Linked DNA regions of Rattus norvegicus: region 1 is linked to region 2. Evidence: chromatin contacts called from public Hi-C data. All regions are on one chromosome and are shown on one strand. Each heading gives the region's core, a stretch centred on a gene start, on an enhancer-like site or on the middle of the called end of the contact. The rest is flanking DNA. Distances are from core to core; before and after follow the strand shown.

Region 1 (4,471 bases), core at 25-2,524, 150 kb after region 2:
GAATAGCTTACTCCTCTGTTTCATCACTGAGTGCCAGGGGCTCCGGTTTTCTGAAACTCTGTTACGACTTTGTGGGTCGGGATAAGGGAAGTTCCTCCAGGCTGGAAGAACTTTTGAAGCCATCCAGTCCTCTGGAATCTCTAACTAACTAGGGATTGTGAGACAACAAAGACATTACCTAAAACCCGCAGAGAAAGGACTCCTTACCCACTGCTTTGGTTTTTTAGACGCTGTGTGCAAATCTTCCACCAGGGTCACAATCTCCCTGCTGCTCTTTGGATATCGATGCCAGACCTGTGCCTGGATCTCTGGAGGTAGGATGACCAGAAACTGCTCCATCACCAAGAGCTCCAAAATCTGCTCTTTAGTGTGTAGTTCAGGCCGCAGCCACTGTCTGCAGAGCTGTCGAAGGCAGGAGAGCGCTTCCTGGGGCCCAGACACTTCTTGATAACAAAAGTGTCTGAAGCTCTGTCGAGAAAGCTCCGGATCAGGACTGGCTTTTCGCTGAGTGGGGGTGCGTTTTTCTTCCAGCTTCATTATTATGTGTCTCTCTTGCTTGTCAGAATCCTCAGTGGGGTTACTCAAAGTTATTTCCATTTTAGCTGCCATCTTGGGGGCTCTGGGAACAATGTCACTCTAATCACGAACTGATTACGTCTTCTGGGTCATTGCTCTGGAGAAATCTGATGGCTAGAAAAATGTTAGGAATGAAGCTCCTTGGAAGTGTTAGGGAAGGGCCACAAAGACATACTTTTATCATCTGCTAGTCTTTATCCCAGACTCTGAAGACAAGATAGTTCCTGGTCTTTTCGTCAGTTTTTAAGGAGAAAAGTCATAACGTCCCAGAAGGGCACTGGAAGGAGTATTTTATTTTGGTATCTGGCGAAATTCACAACACGATCTAACAGGCTGGTAGAGGAATCCCCAGGGAAAGTTTAAGATATCTTGCGGGTAGCTCGCACCAACTCTCCCGCATCTGGCAGACACCGACCTGATCCAGTACCTCAGAGCGAAGCAGAGCCAAGGCCACAGCGCGGCCACAACGTGGTTAGGGGTAGGGAATGCGGTTCCGCGGCGGCCCAGCCAGCTCGGCCTGGCGAGGCTGCAGCAAGGGGACACGCAGGTCCACCGCAGTGTTGGGTGTCAGCTCCAGTAGCCACCTGCGACGCCAAGTTCTGAGGCAGCTTAGAAGCCAGCGCCAGCCTGCAGGTGACCCACCTTTCCAGAGACTGGACACCGGGAACCTAGAGCACAGTCTAGGGGCGGGGCCGGAGCCCGGCCGCGGAGACGCCCACTGGCTCCAAGAGCTACCCACGAGAAGGCCCGCCTCTCCTCTACAGGATTGGGTCTCCGGGACATCGATAATCGTTTATTAGCCGTTTGACCTATCAATCAGTCGCAGTGCCTCCTGGGAGTGGTAGTCCAGTGGCTAGTCCAGGAGCGTGCGCAAAGTGCTGCCTAATTCCTAGATAGTTGGCAATCGCTCTGTTGGTTGAGGAAATTTGGGAGAGCAGGAAGTGCGGGGCTCGAGCGAGTCCTCCGTATGGAGGGCTCTTCAGGTCAGGTATCACATTGGCTAGGAGACCCTCCCTCTCAGTCTGTGTGGTACTTGTGTGGTACCCAGGTGTTGGATGAACCCGCTGAAACTTTTCTCTGATCTCACCTCTAGGGTTTTTCCTGCTCTGTATGGTCTAAACCTCTCAAATGACTCAACGAATGCTAATAAGTAGGGGGGAAAAGTAGTCTGCCCACCACAAGGGCTGTCAACCTGGTACCATCTACGATGTGCAAGGGCAATCCCTGTCTTCACAATCAATGAAGCAGTAATTCAGTGATGAATGGAACATAATGTGGGAGGCTTTAAACCAGGAGAGCATCTATTAGACTTTCTTGAGTTTTGCGAGTTACGGGATATGAGAGAAAGGGTAAAGCAACTACAACTTGTATTACTGAAGATCGACCTTAACTTTTCCACACGTCTTCCTATGCTTGGAGACTTTAGACCCTCTCCTCACATACTAACGGCTTAGCATTTCCAAAAACCATTTCTCTATGGCTTTTGCCTTTCTTCCACAGTTCTCTTTTATTTTAAATTTATTTTTAGGTGTATGGTGTCTTGCCTGTATGTATGTATGTATGTATGTATGTATGTATGTATGTATGTATGTATATGAACCACATGCATGCCTGGTGCCCATGAAAGCCAGAAGAGAATGTTGGAATCCCCTGAAACCGGAGAGTTGTGAGCTGTCTGTCATGCGGGTGCTGGGAATCAAACCCCGATCCTCTAGGAGAGCAGCTAGTGCTCTATACAGTGAGCCACCTTTTTATTTCTTTTCTTTTCTTTTCTTTTCTTTTCTTTTCTTTTTTTTTTTTTCGGAGCTGGGGACCGAACCCAGGGCCTTGCGCTCGCTAGGCAAGCGCTCTACCACTGAGCTAAATCCCCAACCCCCGAGAGCCACCTTTTTATTTTTACTTTTTATATACAATCTTTTTGTGGTTTTGAGACTTCTCACAATGTGGCCCAGTGTATAATCCTTCCATCTCTGCTTCCCCAGTACTGGATGATAGACACGTGCAAGCATGCTCTAGAAAACTCTTAATTATTTTTTTTCTTGAGGCTGAGAGACAGCTCGGTTGATATAGTGCTTGCCACACAAGCAGGAGGACCCATGTGAAAAATCTGGATGTGGTGATGAGCTCTTGTAATCCTGATGCTGGGGGGGAGGTGGAGGGAGGGCAGGTGGACCATTGGAATTCCACTTACCCTAGCCTAGGTACTAATTTCTAGGCCAATGAGAGGCTCTGCCTCAAAATAACAAGGTGGAAAAACCAAGCAAGCAAACTAAGGTGCCTGGAGGCAGGTGCTTGCTCTTCTAGAGGACTTGAGTTGTATTCCCAGCACTGGTCAGGCAGCTCACAATCATGTATAACTCCAAATCCAGGGGATCCATCACCTCTGGCCTCCACTGCTACCTCACATGTACATACCCACACATAGGCACGCATACCTACACATAATTTAAAGTAATAAACAAATCTTTAAAAAGCAGCCGGGTATAGTGATGCATGTCTTCAATCCCAGCACTCAGGAGGCAGAGGCAGGCTGATCTCTGCGAGTTCAAGGCCAGCCTGGTGTACGGAGTGAGTCCTAGAACAGCCAGGCCACATAAGACTCTGTCTTGAGAAAAACAAGAGTTTTAAAAGCATGTAACAAACTGTGGAGCCCAGCATGGCCCCGGTGGGGACATAATGACATGGCTACCTGTCCCAAGTTTATTGTTTGTGCTTAACAAAGGCAGACAGATCTCTGAATTCTCTTGCACTGTTAAGAAAAAAAAATGTGCTTGCTATCTCTTAAGAATCAAAGGGCTAGGGCTGGAGAGATGGCTCAGCAGTTAAGAGCACTAACTGTTCTTCCTGAGGTCCTGAGTTCAATTCTCAGCAACCACATGGTGGCTCACAACCATCTGTAATGAGATGTGAGGCCCTCCTCTGGTGTCTAAAGACAGCTACAATGCACTCATATCTATAAGTATTTTTAAAAAAGAATCAAGAGGCTAGCAAGGAGTGCTGACTCATAAGATAAAAGGAAACCTGGAGTAAATGACTGGATTGATATGCAAAGTAAAAGACTGGACCTGTGTTCTGCAGGGGATGAGTTAGGTAGAGAATTCTTTTGTATGAAAAGAGAGAACAGCTGTGGGTGTGTGAACCTCTCTAGGACAGACAGAACGCAGGGCGCTAGGCTGCATTTCACTCTATGCTCATTGTGGAGAATACCACTTCCTCAGGGTGAACCAGAGATTAAATACCTTTTGCGGGAAGGAATGTCCAGAAGGGAAGCTCATTGGCTAAACCCTCAGGGCTTCTAGATACCTCATTAGCATGGAGAACTCTGCCTTGTGTGCTATTAGTAGCCATGTTCCTTACGTGGGGAGCTGTGGTCACTTGTTCCAGGTCAGGGATCTGGTTAGGAGTAAGTGAAACACCTGCCATCCTCAGGTATGAGGGGACCGGGGTTTCTGAACCCACTCAACCTTACCATGGTTTTGCACATGGTTCACTGCCCCACAAATTGCTTGAAGAACTGGCAGACAGACAGGCAGACAAGCAAGCAGGACATGGACAGAGAGATCTCTTAGAATAGCAGTTAGAACACACGTTGTGAGCTTGGATTCGACTTAGTGTCTCTCAGAACCCATCTCCATGCCGAGGTGCTGGTCCTTGGCAACAAGCAAAAACCTAATCAAGATGTCTGCTAAGAGAGTGTTTAAAAATAACTCTTGGCCTTTTTCCCCAGCACCAGGAGTGAGAGAGGTGGAGCAGGGGTGTCCTAATGGAGGCTGCCTTTCTTTCTTTCTTTTTTTTTTTTTTCATTTTTCTTTTTTTTGGAGCTGGGGACCGAACCCAGGGCCTTGCACTTGCTAGGCAAGCGCTCTACCACTGAGCTAAATCCCCAACCCCGCTG
Region 2 (4,173 bases), core at 346-2,845:
CATCAGATTCGACTCCTGGTTGGTCTCTTGGGGCTCGAGAACACGAACAGCAGATCTTTCCTTTCTTCCCTCTTTTCCTCATCCTTACACTTTTTACCCTGCCTTTTAAAATGTTTTACTTACCAGATCTACTTCCCTTATATCTGAAAAAGGATGTTCTGATGTAAGTGCTTTCTCCACAGCAGCTCCTTTCATTCCTAATACATCTGCCAGAAGGCCTTTTGGACACTAGAGTTCTGATTGCAAGGAACCTTCATCCCTGTCACCCCAGAGCAGATACATTCCTCACACGTGTAGAATATGCTACGACAAGTTACTCAGCCACAAAAACAAGTGAAATATTCACTCATGCAGGACAAACAAAAGAGGCCACATATTTTATGATCCTATTTATATAAATACACAAAACACACAAACTTGGATTCCCAAGGGGCTAGGGGGTGGGGGTGGGGGGGGAATACAGCTGACTGTTAACAAGAACAAGCAGTTTCTATTTGAAACTATAAAATGATCTAGAATTTGATATCGATGACAGTGGTAGTCTTGTGGATAAGGATCTACTGAAACACACTTTAAAAGGATTTCACAATTGTTGGCTTTCTTTCTAGGCTCTGCCCCGAAGTTACCTGGCAAAGCCACGTAGGATTGGTTTGTTATAAAAGGGATTGTTTGCCACCCCCCTCGTTCTCTCTGCCCCTTCCCTCTTTCTTTAACTCTCTTCTCTCCCTGATTCCCTTTCCCCTCCTTCCCCCTCTTTCTCCATGTGTTCCTGGCTGGCTTTCCTCTCCCCTCCCCCTTTCTCTGCCTCTACTCCCTTCTCAATTCCCCTTTCTATGCCTCCAAATAAACTCTATTACGATATCCGTCATACGTCTGGTAGCTCAGGGGAAGGGATGCCTCAGCATGGACCAGCCGCACCCTAGAAATCTTATCCTTGGCTTAAAACAAACAAACAAACAAACACAAACAAACAAACAAACAAAACTACCTTAATTTATATCTTTAAGAATACAAAACGTGTGGTCGTCTCTCCAGGTCTACTCCTTCGAATGATCCCAGTGTTTTTTCAGTGACTGATCAAACTCTCAGTTCCCAATTCTATTATCGAACAATGTCCTCACTGAATCTGGCGTTTCTTCCACACATACACATCCCATTAGGGGATGCCACTTTCTTTTTTCCATTTATTTATGCATATGTCTGCAAATACATGTACAAACCAGAAGAGGGCATCAGATTCCTATGGGACTACAGTTGGAGATGGCTGTGAGCCACCATGTAGTTACTGGGAATTGAATTCAGGGCCTCCAGACGAGCAGCCACTGCTCTTAACCGATGAGCCATTCCCCGTTACCGCACTTCTTTAAAAGCGATCATCACTACCCTCATCCCAAGCTTCCTCTGCACTTAACAGAATTTATGCAGCGAGCGCTATCACCGCGTACAGATTATAGTCCTGGCTCGTGCGGCCTCACACCGACCGGAAACGCCCTAGCCACTGTGGAACACCGGAAGGCGACCCTCATCCCGCTTCCCACGCTAGGACCACGTACATAGTTTTGCGCACGCGCAGACCCTGCACCTGCGCACTCGTCATTCTTCGCTCGCAGGCCTCAGGGCGCAAGCGCAGCCCCGCGGCTCTCCGTTAAGAAGGTGCGGCTGCAGAGCGGGAGGTAGGAGGGGCTCGGCGTAGGCCTAGAGTGGCCCGGTGGTAGTGATAGTGGTGGGGGTTGTCACTTCCCGCGGTGTCCCCTCTCCTGCGAGGCCGGAAGGCGTCTATCTGTCAGCCTCTGCCGGACGTCCCTCGATCTTGACCGGCCCGCGGTGGGGTGGCAGGAGCTGCGCTCGGTAGACAGGGGCAGCGCCTCCCCGGAGGGAGGTAGGGACAGCCCAGGGATCAGAACCTTCTGTCTGACTTTAGGGCCGTCGAACATTTCCCCAGGCAGGCCCAGTCCTCTTCCGTGGGCACCCGTAAGGATAGCGGGAGGGTTCACCCCGCCTTAATCCATTCATTCCCTTGACGCCTGCTAGGAGCTGGTAGGCAAGTAGGACGCTGAGGAGGCAGGAGTTCCCTACTCTCTGGAAGCTGGAAGCCTGGTGGAATCCGTTATGTCGTTTAGCAGATATTGGTGGAGCATCTACCGGAGAGGACAGTCTTATGACTGGATTGTCAGGAGAGATGTGGGGACTCGTAGAAATGTACACATCTAGCACCGTACAATTCAGGTTGCTTTTGCCTGATGTTCCCGGCCTTTGGGAACTGAACCGACTTCTCTCTCACTGCAGGCCTCTCCTTGCTACTATTTCTCTTCAGTCTCCTCCCACTATATCAAACTTTGCAGTTCGTGAAGTCAACAGCCTAGCATTTATTGTAAGTTGGAAACCAGATAGCCCAAAGAAAATACAAAGTAAATAAATGTATAGCTAACTGATATGCTGAACTTTACTAACAGATAATTCAGTGAATAGAAACATAGAATCTGATACCCTGGAACCACATTGCCTAAAATCTTTACCCTGCTACTTCAGAACGGTTCCTTTTACACTGCTTGTGACTGATTCCTCACTGTGATGAAAAGGTGACAGTAGACTGTATTGTATAGGATTGCGTAAGGATTAATGAGCTAAAGATTTGAAAAGCAATTAGCATAGCACTGGACACATAAGCATTCAATAAGTGTTATACACTGCAAATGATTACAAGCTGTGGCAGATGTCACTGTGACAACCATGTGCGACGACACAGTGAGGAGGGGGACAGAGCCCATGTGAAGTAGTAGGGGAAAGTTTTATAATATTATTGTATTGCTATATTTGTAATGGATAGATTTCTGCCACTGGGTTATATAGGGAGGTGTGTGTGTGTATATATGTATATACGTATTGGGTTATATAGGGAGGTGTGTGTATGTATGTATGTATGTATTAGGTTATATAGGGAGGTGTGTATGTGTGTGTGTATTGGGTTATATAGGGAGGTGTGTGTATGTATGTATTGGGTTATATAGGGAGGTGTGTGTATGTATGTATTGGGTCATATAGGGAGGTGTGTGTGTGTATGTATTGGGTTATATAGGGAGGTGTGTGTGTATGTATGTATGTATTGGGTCATATAGGGAGGTGTGTGTATGTATGTATGTATTGGGTTATATAGGGAGGTGTGTGTGTGTATGTATTGGGTTATATAGGGAGGTTGTGTGTGTGCATGCGTGTGTGGTGTGTGATATGTCTTGCGTGTCATGTGTGCTGCACTGGGATATACTGTGGAACAAGTATACTTGTAACCAGGCTGTATTTGGAGACTCTCCCCATAACGACATCCTCTGTACATCCTGGAAGAATGACATAAAATAGCATTAGCTGTCTAACTACACTTAGATGCTTTTGGTTTTCCACAGATACAGAGTTAGATGAACCTATGTCCTTTATCACTGTGGAGACCTTGGAGAATCACCTGATCACAGAGTTCACATGTGTTCTATCCCAGAGGCAGCTGTTGGACAACAAAAGAGGGAAGTTTTTAAACAAGTTGTTTAACTACGGGTCCAAATTGAAGAAAGATATGAAAGTCATTATGGAGAGGAGTACAGTACTTGGTTTGCAATTGTGCAAAGTCTCCAAGTAAATCAGAGAGAAGACAGCTGTAGTGAGGCCAGAGGTGTGGTACAACCTCAGTGGGCTCACGCACGAGCGCCGCATCTGTGGACATGTTGCCAGTCCGGTCCTCACTCCCCTAAAGACAAACACGAAACCTTAAAACAGGTCAAGTGATGGATGAGTCAGATGATGATTTCAAAGAACTCTGTGCCAGCTTTTTCCAAAGGGTGAAAAAAAATGCGACCAAAGAAGCATCAGGAGAGAGGACGAGGCGGAAGGCCTCCGGGCACACTCAGGAAAGAGGCAAACGGAAAGAAGCCAGCCAAGCTGTCGCCAGGAGCAAAGCCCTTCAAGGCCCTTCAGAGAAGAAACCTCGATTAGGCAGCCAGACCTCTAGGACTAAAAAGCAAAGGGCACCCAAATCTCAAGAAGGGGACCCCGCTCTCCCTGTGAATGGAAAGGGAGGTGTTCTTGCTCCTACCCCAGATCAGCCTGTGTTGTGTGAAAGACCACAGAGCACTCAGACAGGTAACCAGGCAGGACCCACTGCCAGATTTGGTTCCAGAAAGGAACCAA

What was found. A called contact is a pair of places that touch in the nucleus more often than the background predicts.
Region 1: a contact with region 2 is called in a Hi-C map of the A7r5 cell line, with 6 times the contacts expected there. The contact joins the promoter of Zfp174 here to the promoter of Slx4 in region 2. A contact is called at or near these places in 9 of 12 Hi-C or Micro-C datasets (the A7r5 cell line, Schwann cells, frontal cortex and 4 more).

What each region holds. Positions count from the first base shown.
Region 1 is chr10:12,181,415-12,185,885 of GRCr8, forward strand. Zfp174 (zinc finger protein 174) reads right to left here and starts at 1,275. Exons shown (of 3, transcript NM_001421389.1): 1 at 208-1,275. The coding sequence starts at 609.
Region 2 is chr10:12,031,401-12,035,573 of GRCr8, forward strand. Slx4 (SLX4 structure-specific endonuclease subunit) reads left to right here and starts at 1,596. Exons shown (of 15, transcript NM_001398651.1): 1 at 1,596-1,673; 2 at 3,399-4,125. The coding sequence starts at 3,771.